3 separate regions of the Sus scrofa genome follow, and all the other regions are linked to region 3. The links are chromatin contacts, called in public Hi-C and targeted proximity ligation maps. All regions are on one chromosome and are shown on one strand. The core of a region is the stretch at or near the end of the contact, and the rest is flanking DNA. Distances in the headings are between cores, read along the strand shown.

Region 1 (4,791 bases), core at 950-3,449, 680 kb before region 3:
CACGGGGCTTTCTGAAATATCAAGCATAGCCCCACACCTCCCTTGGAGCTCCAGGGCCTCAGGGCCCCAGGACCATCCAGAGCAGTAAGTGAAGGATGCAACCGTGTAAATAGTTTAATCACAGTACAGTATAAGATTTGAACAGAAGTTCAAAGGCCAGCTGAGCCAGAGATTGGCAGGACGTCAGGCACCCCGGCCAGGGTCGTCAAGGTGAGAACACTAAGGATTGGACCTGTCTAGCTCCTGGCGGTGCACAGACACCCTTCCCAGGCCTTATTCGCCTGACCCTCACATCAGACCCGCGACGGAGGCACCCAGAGGGCAGAGTCCCACACCTGCAGGGGATGCAGGTGTGATTCTCTCCAACTACCAAGGAAACCAAAATCCAGGGAATTCCCAGCCTACGGGGATAGGGCCAGGGCTAGCGAGCAGACGACCTTGACGCCACCCCACCTCAGTTCCTGAACAGGAGAAAGATCCCTGCAGACAGAGAGGTGCAGAGTCTATTTTAGGGTGGTTGGGACTAACCCCGGGTCTTAATGGGTGACCAAGAGGGTGTGAGTGGCGGGCTGTGGGGCCCACTGGAGCAGGAGCTGCTGGGAAGCGGAGCCCCCCAGCCCATGCTCTTATTTCCGCAGGCTTTGGCGGTGGCAGGCCTGAGCCCCCTCCTGCAGAGAAGCCATCCTCCCGGCACCTTCCCCCTGCCATGCACCACGCCCCCCGCCACACCTGGCCCAGGCTGGCCTCTGAGGCCTGTCCCCACCCTGCGGCTGGAGGGGGCCGAGTCCAGCGAAAAGCTCACCAGCAGCTTCCCGTCCGTCCATTGCGGCCCCCGGGCTGGGGAGCCCACGCCCTGCGGGGCAGGCAGTGGCCCCCGGAGGGCCCGGCCGGTGTCTCTCACTGTGCCCAGCCCAGCAGGGACCCGGGGCCGACAGTTCCACGGCAGCGCCAGCAGCCTGGTGGAAGCGGTGAGTGGCTGGGAATGGAGAGGAGAAGGGGGCCCTGGTTTTCTCCCGAGCAGAGGGGGTGTCAGATCTCTGGGCCGGAAAGACCCTTACTCAGGCCTCGAATCCTAGTGAGCGCCCAGCACCCAGGCGTGGGCCACAGCTGAGAAATAGTGGTCACACTGGTGAGGGAGCTGGCACGAAGGCAGAACCATGAGGAAGGCTGAGTAGGACAAGGGTTGGTGGGGAGCAGGCCAGATAGAAGCGGAGGTCCTCCAGGCTCATCTGCTTCTTCCCAAGGCCATTCCTCGAGCAGCCTCCAGGAAGGGGGCAGACACACACACACCCCCACCCCGTCCCCAGGACCCTCACCCCTAGAAAGGCAGCCAGGGGCACTGGGCCAGGTGTCACCAGAAGGGAGTGGAGGCTTCCTGGAAAGAGTGACTTGGAGGCTCTGGGGCACCGTGGAGGCCCAGTGGGGGTTGGGGGGACCAGGGCAGGCCGGGCCCCCACCGCTTTTGTGTGCCAAGGCTCCCTGTGTTTGATGACGGGTTCCCCAACCCCAAAGTCCTTTCTCCAGCCTACACACCCCCAATGCCCTTCCCAGCAGGCGTGCACACGCAGGTGCACACGCATGCACACAGGCTCTTCCTGATGGGAGCAGTCAGAAGCCCGCTGTGCTGGTCCCGCAGGGAAGAGCTGACCCAGGAGTCACATCCTCCTTGGTTCCTCTCTGCCCGCCCCCAGGTCTTGATCTCAGAAGGACTGGGGCAGTTTGCTCAGGATCCCAGGTTCTTGGAGGCCACCACCCAGGAGCTGGCCGACGCCTGCGACATGACCATAGAGGAGATGGAGAGCGCCGCCGACAACATCCTCAGCGGGGGCGCTGGGCAGAGCCCCAACGGCACCCTGCTCCCCTTTGCAAACTGCAGGGACCCAGGGCCGGACCGAGCAGGGGGCGCGGAGGACGCGGCCTGGGCGCCCGGCCCCGAGCCCCGCCAGGGCGAGGACGAGCTCCTGGACAGCAGGGCCTTCGCCAGCAGCCTGTAGCGGCCGGGCCGGAGACGCCGGCTTTTTATTTGTTTCAATGTTCCTAATGGGTTCGTTTCAGAAGTGCCTCACTGTTCTCGTGACCTGGAGTTAACCGGAACAGCGTCTTCATTCATTTCGTGGGGACAAGATCAAGTCGGGTGGCCAGGAGAGAAGCAGCCGCAGTCCGTGTCCGCGGGGAGCGGTTGGGGCGGGGCGCCGGCACCAGGAAGGGCCCCCACCCCGCACCGCCAACCCGGCTCCCCCCAGCCCTCACCAAAAGGACCCTGTGCCAAACGGGTGTCTTTCAACCTTGCTTGTAAAAAAAAAAAAAAAAAAAAAAAAATCATTTTGCACATATTCTGTATGAGCCTCACTGTCCCCATAGAGCCAGGGCCCGCGGATTCACAGAGGAAGGAGGACCCGGCCCCACCCACGCTGGAAGAGGAAGCCAGGGAGGGGCCCCGCACCACCGCCCACCACCCCACCTGCAGCTGGATCCCCTTTCCTGCCCGGCCACGCGCGCACATCGCATCGAGGCCAGGGGAGCGGGCACGCCGGTGGGACAAGACCGGGTGCTGCTGAGCTTCCGTCCAGCGCTCTTTTGTTCTGGGATTTGACGTTTTTCTTGACCGCATGTTGGTTTTCTTTGGGGGAGGGTGTTTGTTTTTAATTTAGTTTTGCCAGGGGGAGGGGAGGAAGAAGAGTGTTTACAAAGTTTTGCAACCACCCACCTTCCTGTTTTCACTTTTGCAAATGTAAATTGGGTTTGGTTTTGTTGTATTACTTAACGGTTGTGGTTTCCTTTTCTACGGAGGATGCAACGGAGCCGCTGTAGGAGGGTTTTACCAGCCATTTTGTACGCCCAATAATTTGTTATAATTTCCTTAGGTGGTGACAAGATTTGGGGGTTTGGTTTCATAATTTAAAGGTAATCAAGAGTGCACTCGGATAGGATCTTGCACATTCGTGTGTACTAGTGGGTGCCCGAGAGAGGAAGCACGCATGAAGCACACACAGGGTCTCTGCGTGTGTGTGTGTTGTGTGTGTGGCAGGTGTCTGTGTGAGGACGTGGTCCGTGCCCACCAGTTAGCCCACGGCTCCCCGTTTCAGGCCTGTGGGGAGATCCGAATCTGGGGCCATTTGAAAGCAAAAACAAACCACTGTCTCTGCTTCTGAAATGGGAATCAGTAACTCTTTTGCATTTTCTGTCCCACAAGATATGCAAAAACAATGCAATAATATTCATTTTAAAAAATACAATTGTGAGTTGTGTTGGCATTAAAGCTGTATTTAAAAAAACCACACAGAAATTTAAGGGAAAAACTCAGAAGGCGTTTTGCTTCGATTTGTTCCGTGTAATGTTTTACTGCATTGATGGTGTTTCTGCTGAAGAGACCGTTATACTTGAATTCAGGTCAGTCTCAGTATTTTACAAATATTTTTTTAAAACTGAATTGCAATTGTGCCAAGCGAATATAATGAATTGAATTAAGTTTGTTTTTGAATTCACTTCTTGTATATTTGCTGCATGTAAGTAAATCATTTTGTATTTGGAGTGTGACAAGCTTTACCTTTGAGCTCTTAAGTGCTTTCCTACATGTGGTCGGGAAAAGGGAACAGCTTTTCCTTTCATGTGTGCGACAAGTGTGGGCACCACTTGTGTGTGGGGGGGGTCCGACGCAGGCTTGAGCATCACTGTTGCGCATATCTTGTGTTCGCTTCTGTTTCCCTCATTTTCCCCAAAACTCGGTGGCAGTGCATCCGTATCTTGCTTTGAGAGACAGGACTCATTCCAGACCCACTCCATCCACTCCACCCCAGTTGTCTTGATTTGTAATTTCTTCAGGAAGAGCTCCTCGCTGTGTGCGGCCCTGAGATGCCCTGACCAGCCTCTTTCGTCATCTGCTGGCATCGGCGTCCCCCATGGGAGAGGTGGCAGCACACGTGTTCCTTAGGGAAGTGTTCTCTGACCGGAAGGATGGAATGGTTGGAGGGGAGGGCATCCTCGCCGGGCACGCTCTGCTCATACCAGGTCCCTGAGCTGGGCAGCTGGGAAAATCCTTTCCGTCCAAAGCCAAGGCCGTCCTGCTCACTTCTCCACCTTTCACTCACTCTGGAGCAGGATTTGCTCCAGCCAGCCCCTCGTAAGTGGCAGCCAGGGAGGAACCAGGATGTTGGGAGTGGGAGCGGGATCAGAACCCGAAGCCTCTCGGGGTGTCTCTTTGCCGCTACCTGGATGTCACCCAGGGTGCCACTTCCTTCAAACAGACTACAACAGTGATGGTTGGAAAGGGACCAGTTTGGAGGAAACAGGACCCAACAATTCATCTGGAACTTTCCCATTGAGCCTCCTCCAGGCCTGGGGCTCTTTCAGCCCTTCCTGGCACCTCCTTACGTGAGCAGTTTAAAAATCAAAGCCGGGGACGCCCGCTCCTCAGTGAAGAAGATTTTACTCTGATGACTGACGTGCAGGCTGCCAGGTTACCTTACAGCCTGGAGACCGAAGAGCCGCTCCCTGTTTCTCCACGTCCAACCCTTCACATTTTCTGGGCTTGTCGGTGCCATCGAGATCTCAAGAATTTAAGTTCAGGTCCTGTGTTTCCCCAGATGTCCCCCACTGTGCCACCACAAGATTTTAGTTGTAATGGACAGAGGAGCCCTTTGGGGTTAATGCCTGGTCCTAGCCGTATGCTTGGCCGCTGGAGAGACATTGGAACCTTAACTGACCTCACACATGCACACACTCGGCCTTTTTGTGCTGCCTCCTGTCTTCTTTTTGGACTTTCCACCTGCATCACCTGCCAGCTCCTGCTTG
Region 2 (4,537 bases), core at 106-2,605, 620 kb before region 3:
TGGTGTTGTGGCTGTGGCATTGGCAGCAGCTCCAATTCCACTCCTAGTCTAGGAACTTCCATATGTCTCAGGTTCGGGCCTAAAAAGACAAAGGGGAAAAAAAGTCCATATTTGTGGTAGTGATAAAACGTGTGGTTTTCTACTACATATAAAATAGATAAACAAGGTCCTACTGTATGGCACAGGGAACTATGTTCAATATCTTGTAATAATCTATAAAGGAAAATATTCTTAAATAGTATACATATATTTTATATATATAATATATGTATAACTGAATCACTTTGCTGTACACCAGAAAGCAACACAACACTGTAAATAAACTATACTTTTAAAAAGCATGGCAGAGGGGAGATCCCTTTGTGGTGCAAAAGAAACGAACAGGTTCAATCCCTGGCCTCCCTCAGTGGGTGAAGGATCCCGCCTTGCCTGAGCTGTGGTGTAGGTCACAGACGCAGCTCAGCTCCTCCATAGCTATGGCTGTGGTGTAGGCCAGCGGCTGTAGCTGATTCGAACTCTGGCCTGGGAACCTCCATATGCCACTTGCGCAGCCCTAAAAAAAATAAAATAAAATAGATTAAATAAAAAGCATGGTTTTAAGATTAATTTGGGGAGTCCCCTGGGGGCCGTACCCTCGACCCTTGACCACGTTTGAACTGGGCGGATCCACTTATAGGGGGGATTTATTTCAACAAATATACATTCAGCCCCCACAGCTGTGGGCTCCTCACACGTGGATCCAACCAACTGGTGATCGTAAACTTCACAAGCCATGGCTGTTGGTGGATGGGGGATCCGCGGATGCCAGGCGTCTGTGGGACGCCAGCACCTTCAGGTCTAGGAGTCCTCCACGGACAGCGAGGGAGGGCGGAAATCGGCCTTAAGTCACACAGGTAGTAAACCGCCGGGCAGGTGCGCATCCCCTTCTTCCACCCTCCCACTCTCACCCTTGGAGAGTCGGGAACTGTGAGAACCCGCGGGCCGGGGCCGCGGTCTTCTGCACGTTCCGACTGGCGGGTCACCGAGGCCCGCGTGCCCAGGTCCGGCCCCGCGAGTGACAGAGTCACGCGGTGCCCCGGGCGGCGGCTACGCGGCGGGGACCAAAGGACGTGACGTCACTACACGCGGACACTGCGGGGACGGTGGGAGTGATGTCCTGGAGGCCGGACATCAGAGCACGGTCCACGAGGCCACAGGGCCTCCTGCCCTGCCCGCCCGCCCGCCGCCCTCACCTGCGCGCCGCCGCTCGCCAAATGGCGGCCCCCGAGCCCCGCGGCCCCGCGCGCCGCCCCGCAAGCCGCCCGCCACCACAGCCCGGGCGCCCGCCGCGCCACCACCTCGCCGAACGCAGCCATGGGCCGCCACCTGCGCGCACCGCGCACGCCCGGCCCGCCGCGCGGCCAATCATCGGCCAGTGGCGCCTGGGGCACCTGGGAGCTGTAGTCCCATCCAGTATTGGGGGCGGGAAGGGGGCGGGGGTGCTCGCAGGGCATCTCGGGAGCTGTAGTCCCGCTTCGGTCTCTGCCTTACGCGTGTGGGCGTGGTCGTATAACTGGAAGTTTATACCCTTTAACTTTCTCACACTTTTAACCAACTCCTAACCCTCATATCTGGCAGCCACCACTCTTTCTCCTGTTTTCTGGATCTATGAGCTTGGTTATTTTGTTTCTTAGAGTCCGCATGTAAGTGACCTCATACAGTATTTGTTTTCTCTGACTTACTTCATTAAACATAATAACCTAAAGGGCCATCCATCCACGTTGATGCTAAATGCAGCATTTCCTTCTTTTTTGTGGCTGAATAATATTCCATTATATATGTATGTATATGTATACATACATATATAACGTATATATATGTGCGTGTGTGTGTGTGTGTGTGTGTATCTCTTCGTCCATTTATCTTTTTTTTTTCTTGGTAAGAGAGGAGGTAATTTATTGTAATGTGTTACGTTCAGCCACAACTGGGAACAGAACTAGTCCAGAATGTCACAGGTCCAGGACAAAATACTAAAAGGGATCATTTTGCTGTGAGCAAGGTGGGTCTCAAAGTGGCCGAGGGGCTCAGAATGGTGAAAAGTTGTTCTGGATCCACTGAGACAAGTTCTAGACAGAAGGCATGCAGCCCAACAAATTGTACCAGCGTCCCTGGCCTCTGGGCTTTCCTTGTTTCTGCTCCTGCGGCTTCTGCAGATGTACAAGTTTACTCGGACCTCTGCCTCCTCTTTGTTCTTTTGTGCTGCAGCCTCGCATTCGCTTCTTCCTGCACTTTGCTGTCATGGCACAGAGGTTTCTCAGAAGATGGCACTAAGGCCAAGAGCCCATTTATCTATTGATGGATGCTTAGTTTGCTCCCACATCCTGGCTCTTGTAAATGGTGCTGCTATGAACATTGGGTTGCATGTATCTTTTTAAGTTAATGTTTTCATTTTCTTTGGACAAATATCCAGAAGTGGGATTACTGAATTGTACATTAGTTTTATTTTAAATTTTTCTGAGGAATCTCCATACTTTTTTTCACAGCGGCTATACCAGTTTACATTCCCACCAACAGCACACAAAAGTTCTCTGTTCCCCACCAACACTTGCTACTCTTTTTGTAACAGCCAGGGAGAGTGTTATTAAAGAGGGAGAGTTGGGAGTTCCCGTCATGGCACAGTGGTTAACGAATCCGACTAGGAACCATGAGGTTGCAGGTTTGATCCCTGGCCTCGATCAGTGGGTTAAGGATCCGGTGTTGCCGTGAGCTGTGGGGTAGGTTGCAGGCTCGGCTTGGATCCCGCGTTGCTGTGGCTCTGGTATAGGCCGGCAGCTACAGCTCAGGTTCGACCCCTAACCTGGGAACCTCCATATGCTGTGGGCGCGGCCCTAGAAAAGACAAAAAAAAAAAAAAAAAAAAAAAAAAGGAGAGTTGGAGGCACTAGCAGACTATGGCAGGAGCAGAGTAAAGGCCTGGTGGGGGGGGTGGCGCTGAGGGCTCAGAACTTAGTTCCCACCAGAGCTCCCAGCACAAGGTCAGTGCTCTCCTCTGTGTTCCCAGGCCCACCTGTCTCCCCTGCTTGGAAAAGTCAGGCAGAGGACGGGGCCGTGTTAATCCTGGGCTGAGGGTAGTTTGATTCCTGGATGGTCTTGCTTCCCTGGGCCCCATGCAGCAGTGGGGTCCAGTGGGAGAGGGTGGAAGGGTGATTGCTGCCCCCCGGGCCTGTCTATGAGTTCCACAAATTTCTTCCATAAGTAGATGAACTCAGGGAGCCGCCTGGTCACACTGACGAGTCCCCATCACAGCCCCGTTCCTGCTCAGATGCTCCCAGCTCCCCTGACCACCAGTGTGTCTTGTCGTTGCCATGTCCTCCTGTCCCTTCCCGTGTCCATCCTCACCACCCGCACCAGGACGCCAGCCAAGAGAGGCAGGTGGCCTGGGCATGGGAGGCTTGGCCGTCTTGAGGGCCGAGCTGTCCTCTCCAGGCCCGGAGACTTGGGAAGTGGGAACAGCGCAGCCTGGCAAACCACCCCATCCCCTCTGCCTGCGCTGTCCATCTGTCCAGTGTGATCTCTGAGGGGAAAGAACCATAAAAGTCAGGGAGGGAGTGATGGGAGAGAAGAAGGCAGGACCGGGGGAGAGGAGAGAAAAGGAAGAGGCAGGATTGATCAAGAAATCTTTCAAACCCCAGCAGGGAGAGGAGTGGGAAAAAAAGGAGGAGGAAGGAGACGGTGGAGGAGGGCGGTTCTAAGCATTTTGGAAGCGGGTAGTGTCCAAGTGAGTCCCTGGGCTGGGTGCTTAAGGAATCCACCTGTCCCTGCTCAAAGCCTGGTGGCCCTTCCTTGACCTCTGCTCCCAGCCCTTCTGAGCACTTCAAGGCTCCCTGGGGCAGGTCCCCAGGCCACACTGCACGTCCAGGTCTAGGCAGTGCCAGGATCCCCCCAGCATGGCTCCTTGCCCACCCCTCCCCTGCAGAGTCCCCAGGGAACAGGGAGCAGTTGTCACTGCAGCTCCACCCTCCAGCCTCCTGCCACTGGCCCCCAGGGAGCCTCTGAGCAGAACCAGGGGCCCGACCTGTCAGCTCAGCCTTGGCCAGCCAGCTCCTGCAGCCCCCCAGCCTCACAAGGAGGGGGCGGCAAGGGGGGCCAGGCAGGAGGGGAGGTTCCTGGGAAGTCTGACTGTCCTCCCGGGAGGAGTTGCCCCTCCCAGGCCATAACCATGGGACCTGGCAGCTGCCCTGCGTCTCCAGCTCTGGAGGGCACAGCTGAGCGCAGCCACCCTTCACCGGTGCGGGAGTGTGCTGGCGGGACTCAGAAACAGTCCTGGGAAAGACTCGAGGTCCAGCCACCTCTTTACAGGCTATGAGGGCCAAGGAGGCGGTAAGGAATTCCGTGGGAGGCAGTCACTTCCAGACCGGGAGGGCCCTGCAGGACAGATGACTTGTTCCCTCACCAAATAAATTTGAAGAAACAGAAGAAAACAAAGGAGACGTTAAAAAAAAAAAAAAAAAAAAGAGCAGTGATGGATCCTGCAGAGGTGCTGGACTCAGTGACACCTG
Region 3 (4,878 bases), core at 1,339-3,838:
AGCTCTGGATGTTGTCTGTCAAAGTGAAATGTAGAGCCAGCTTGGAAAGGGCAGACAGGCTGGGCTGACTCTACAAGTGGGCGTCTGACCTTTGCAAAGAAGAGTCAAGAGTCAAGACTCTGGGTCAAAGAGGAAGATTACAGAACTTCGAGGTGGAATTAGACTTTCTTCTCCTTACTCACCCCAGCATATCATCACCCTCATTCCTCTGAACTATTGCAGTGATATAAAGCACTCTAGTGGCTGTCACATGATCTCTTTTGAGCCTCACAATACCCCATGTGGCAGGTGTTGGTATTCATGTCTTCAGATGAGAAAACAGACTCAGAGGACTAAGCCGACCTTCCAGAGGTCCCTAAGATTCCAAGCGGCATAGCCTATCTCCCATTCCAGAGCTCCTTCTGCTACAGAAACACCAACTTACCACATGTTCAAAGTAGGTGAGCAAATCCACAACCTCAGGACCCTGCTCAGGCAAGACACACTGTACCTGGCAAACAGAAAGAACAGCAAGTCCCACAGCTTGGGCTAGGGAATGGCTATTGCGTGGGTTTCGTGTCTCATTTACTCCACTAATTTTCCCAAAATGAAAGGATTCCAACAATACAAATCTTGACACAGGTCAGGGCTTTCAGATTGGAAAGAACTGCCTTGTTCCCACTTCTCTCTCTCTCTTTTTTTTTTTGTGGCTGCACCAGAGGCATATGAAAGTTCCCAAGCCAGGGATCGAATTCGAGCCAGAGCTGCAACCTGCACCACAGCTGTGACCTGCACCACAGCTGCAGCAATGCCAGATCCTTAACTCACGGCCCCGGGGCTGGCGATGGAACCCCAATCTCTGCAGCAGGAACTCCACCACCACTTATTTTATACCAGAGGGAGGGAAGGCTGTTTCATAGCTTGAGTCATGAGCCCTGAGACATTAAGACACTTGGTCACTGTCCCTCAGGTGGAATAAATTAGGACTGCTGTGTCTTAGCTTGAGATGGTCTGGCTTCATTAGATGGTCTGGCTCCATTATGTCAGCACTGTTACTCGGGAATCAGCTGGTGGGCATAAGAGTGCTAAGGGGTAGTGGTGACAGAGAGACCACTGCGTAGGCCCAGGTAGTCAGAGATTGGGCGAAACACAGAAATAGAAAAATCCTATTTTCATATTTTTTTTTTTTTTTTTTTTTTTTTGCAAACTCCCACTTCTTTAAATATCTTGACCTCATTCTAGGGATCACAGCACTGCACGTACTGGCAGGCTTGCTTCTTTTAAGGCTGTGCTGCCATCTCCTGGAAAATCCTGGGCAGAGCAAGAACCTTCTCTAGGATTAAGGAAGGGGCCTTTTTCTGGCAGCAAAAGCTTGGAAGTGGTGCTCCTGGAGGCAGAGGCCTGGTCCTGCCAGTCTCAACTGGCCCAGGCCTGGTCAGGTCTGTATTCTGACGCTACTACTGCTTTTCTGATTTTTCAGGGGAGACTTATAAGCCAATTCTGAGAAACAGTTTTTTGTTTGTTTACAGTCCAGTAATTATGCTATTACTAATGATCTTCATTATTGGCTGTCAAATCTGAGGCAGAACAGATAAAACATTTTGATAAATTCAGCCTTGAACTAATTCACTTTCCAGAGTGGAGTTTGCTCTGTGGGAAGAATATTGCCTGGAGAGAAAGGGGGACTTAGGGTGGACATCAAGTATGTGTTGGTCCCAAGGGCAGTGATTTCACCAATGGAGGCTAGTTCTGAGCATGAAAAGCACATTTTCTCTCTGCTCTACTTCAACCCTGGATTTACTGCTAGAAAACAAAGTTAAACGTAGTCACTGTTGTCACATCCAAGTTCTCTTTAAGCATTTATCACCATCTGACATACCACTGTATTTATTTTTAATTTTGCTCCCCTCTTTCACTATGATGGAAGCTCCACAAAGGAGGACATTTTTGTCTCCTTCGTTCATGTGGGATCCTCAGTGTTTAGAACAAGGCTGGCACTTAGTAGGTGTTAAATATCCACGGAAAAAGTGAAGTCCTGGCTTTATCACCTTATGCCATTATGGGGTCCACACTTCTCATCCCCAGAGTCTGATGGATTTTGTGCTTCTGCCTCAGCTTTCCAGGAGGACTTTTTGCAGAGGGTGGAAGGCCCTGGCTGGTGACCATGGAAGGGGATGCTGAGGCAGGCAGGTGCTGACCCTGTGCCTGGCCTGTCCGATTTAATCACAAGGGCAACGTTTTGGAGAGAGTGCAAATGGTAGGGAACTGGGAGGAACTGAAGCTCAGGGCTTAGCACAAACCTAGGAGGCTCTTCAAAGCCTGAGTGAAGCACAGAATATAATAATAAATGTAACTTCTGTATCTGTGTAAAATTACTTAATAATTACTATTAAAGCCAGGACGTATTGAATACTTACTCTGACTCAGTCCTTTACTGTAAACTGCATTACACACTGTACGGCTTTTTCACGGAATATCTATCTGGCATAAGACACGGAGGCTCAGTGTGGATCCCTGGACACAAGCGGACACAGCCCATCCGGCAGAGCGCGGTGGCCAAGCTCCTGCCCTTGGCTGGCTGTGTTTTTGCCACCTGCCAGTTGTGGGACCGGCAGCAAAACAAAAGAAGGAAGGACTGACGGGTGCTGGGCGGGGCCCGGGAGGAGGCGGTTCACAGACGCCCTCTCCTGCTCGCCGCCGGAGCCGTGTCCCTACAGAATCCAGGAGCTAGAGAAGCCGGAGGCCAGAGCCTCGGCCCGCAACAAGTACCCACCTCACCTCCCACAGCCCGCGGCTTGGGTCGGCTGGCTTCCTCCGACTGTGACGGCTTCTGGGGCGCCGTATGCCGGGGCTTGTAGTCCGAAGCCCCCCATCTGCGCCCCGGAGCGGGGCCGCTCCAGGAGCAAGACTACAACTCCCAGAGTGTCCCGCGCCGCCGGGCGCCGCTCTGCGCGCGCAGCGAAGCTGTCGGCGCCCACGTTCCCGCGCCGCTGGCGGCGGCTCAGCCCCTGGAGAGGGTCGGGGCAGACTCCTTCCCGGGCTCGGGGGTTCCAGTCCTTGTCGTGAGGCTGCGTCTCCAGGGACGCAGTGCTCTGCATATCCGAGGGTGCCAGGCTGTCCCTCGCTGGAGCCGCAGACAAGCCCAGCCGCGCCAATCTTTCCTTTACGGGCTGCGGCCTCGGGCGGTTCGTGGGCCAGGCTGTGAGGACCCTCTCTTCTCCCAGGCCGCACCGGACACCCTGCAGCCCCCAGAGGGCGGTCGCCCGGCGCCCGCCTATGAGGAGTGACCCCGCGACCTCTGCAGCCCCCCTGAGGGGGCTTGGGGGCCCCCTGCGGAGCAGCGAGCCGGTGCGCTCCTCCCCGGCCCCATCGGCAGCCGCACTTCTGCTGGAGGAGGCGGCCGACTTGCTGGTGGTGCACCTGGACTTTGCCGCGGCGCTCCGCACCTGCGAACGCGCGTGGCAGGGCCTGGCGGAGGAGCCCGCGGGCGCGTACGTGCTGGGCTCGGCTCCCTTCGGGTGACGGTGGGAGGGGCACCAGTCCCCAGGACTCTTGCCCTCCGATTGTTGGCGGAAGTCTTACTCCTTGCTTTCCTCAGGGGTGCCTGACCTTGTGCCCATTTTCTGAGGAGAAAGGGGAGGCACTGCCCGTTGAGGAGGAAGCAGTTGAGTCGTGTCACAGGGCTTAGTGGGAACCCACAGCCAATTCTTTCTCCCTGTTCCAGGGCAGAATGACATGAAGGGAAGACAGGATTGTATTGTTCAGTTGCTCCAGTAAGCAGGTGGTGGGAGGCTTGTCGAAGGTACACCCTCCACTGAGTTGTCCCCTTCTCACTTTGGCTGATGAGTGGGGATGGGGTTCAGGGCAGGAGTAGTGTTCCAGTTCTATTGAAGGGTCGGATCAAAGAATTAGAAACCTTGGTCTTGCGCTGCTTTTTCTAATGCTGCCGTCCTCTCTGGTAGTTGAAGGCATAATTTCTCTGTGGATTGTAAGGTTGGCTTAGGCCACACTAGGGAGGGGGTGGGTAGAGTAGTCAAAGCTGACCCCAGGGAGTAATGAATTGGGGAGCCCTGGCTGTGTGTTCAGGGGGTTGGTGAATAAATGCTGAAGGCTTTGATTTGGGTGCTTGGAGGTGCCTCTGTAGGTGGTGCTAGGAGGCCAGTAGTGGAGTTCCTGTGCCTGTACTGAGGCTATAACCTTTCAAATTCTTAGCTCCACCTCTCTTCCCACCCAAATATCTATGCTGTTTCTTGTCCTCTTCACCTAAGAAGTAAAGGAACCCTCCTGCTCATTAATCCACATTTCAACTGCATACAGAGCTGTGTGTTGGGCAGCTGCTGATTTGCTTCTAGATTTAGAGAAACTTTTAGCTCCTGGGAAAAGGGCAGTTTTCTCTTGTTTGGGGGCAGAAGACCACTTGTAATTGTGAGGTCCACTAGAACACCGGTGGGAGGGTAGAGGTGACGACTGCTGAATTTGGGAGCTGGTGAAGAAGAGTCCCAAGGTGGAGGTGGCAATGGCAATGCAGGGAAACCGCTTCTAAACTTGAATTGGCTTTTCCCTGACAGCTCCTTGGAGGTGAAATGCTCTCTCTGTGTTGTGGGAATCCAGGCCCTGGCGGAGATGGATCGGTGGCGGGAAGTCCTGTCTTGGGTTCTTCAGTATTACCAGATTCCTGAGAAGCTGCCCCCCAAAGTCCTGGAGTTGTGGTAGGTCCTTAGGTCCTTACCGCTTACCCACTGGGTCAGTGCAGGAGCAAGAGGGTTTTCCTGTCCTTTCCCAAATCAGTCCTGATAGCTCCTTTTCCCCCTTCCCTACTATTTCCCTCCAAATCTAATTCTTTTCATGTTTCTTTTCTTACCCCTAGACTTGAAACCCTAACAATAAATGATGAGGACG

The links. A called contact is a pair of places that touch in the nucleus more often than the background predicts.
Region 1: a Hi-C map of retroperitoneal adipose tissue shows a contact between it and region 3, with 2.2 times the contacts expected there. A contact is called at or near these places in 2 of 5 promoter capture datasets (fetal liver and fetal skeletal muscle), 7 of 47 Hi-C or Micro-C datasets (alveolar macrophages, embryonic fibroblasts, epiblast stem cells and 4 more) and 2 of 2 datasets of targeted methods (alveolar macrophages and skeletal muscle).
Region 2: a targeted proximity ligation map of alveolar macrophages shows a contact between it and region 3. A contact is called at or near these places in 3 of 5 promoter capture datasets (fetal liver, fetal skeletal muscle and liver), 19 of 47 Hi-C or Micro-C datasets (alveolar macrophages, embryonic fibroblasts, fetal heart ventricle and 10 more) and 2 of 2 datasets of targeted methods (alveolar macrophages and skeletal muscle).

The regions. Positions count from the first base shown.
Region 1 is chr5:69,446,137-69,450,927 of Sscrofa11.1, forward strand. CACNA1C (voltage-dependent L-type calcium channel subunit alpha-1C) reads left to right here. Exons shown (of 50, transcript XM_021092981.1): 49 at 639-968; 50 at 1,692-2,292. The coding sequence ends at 1,994. Among named protein-coding and RNA genes, the nearest start is that of IL17RA, 13 kb to the right of the region's middle.
Region 2 is chr5:69,511,204-69,515,740 of Sscrofa11.1, forward strand. HDHD5 (cat eye syndrome critical region protein 5) reads right to left here and starts at 1,356. Exons shown (of 10, transcript XM_021092501.1): 1 at 1,233-1,356. The coding sequence starts at 1,355.
Region 3 is chr5:70,130,381-70,135,258 of Sscrofa11.1, forward strand. MICAL3 (F-actin-methionine sulfoxide oxidase MICAL3) reads right to left here and starts at 2,589. Exons shown (of 40, transcript XM_021092508.1): 1 at 2,397-2,589. PEX26 (peroxisome assembly protein 26) reads left to right here and starts at 2,644. Exons shown (of 5, transcript XM_003126596.4): 1 at 2,644-3,470; 2 at 4,548-4,688. The coding sequence starts at 3,256.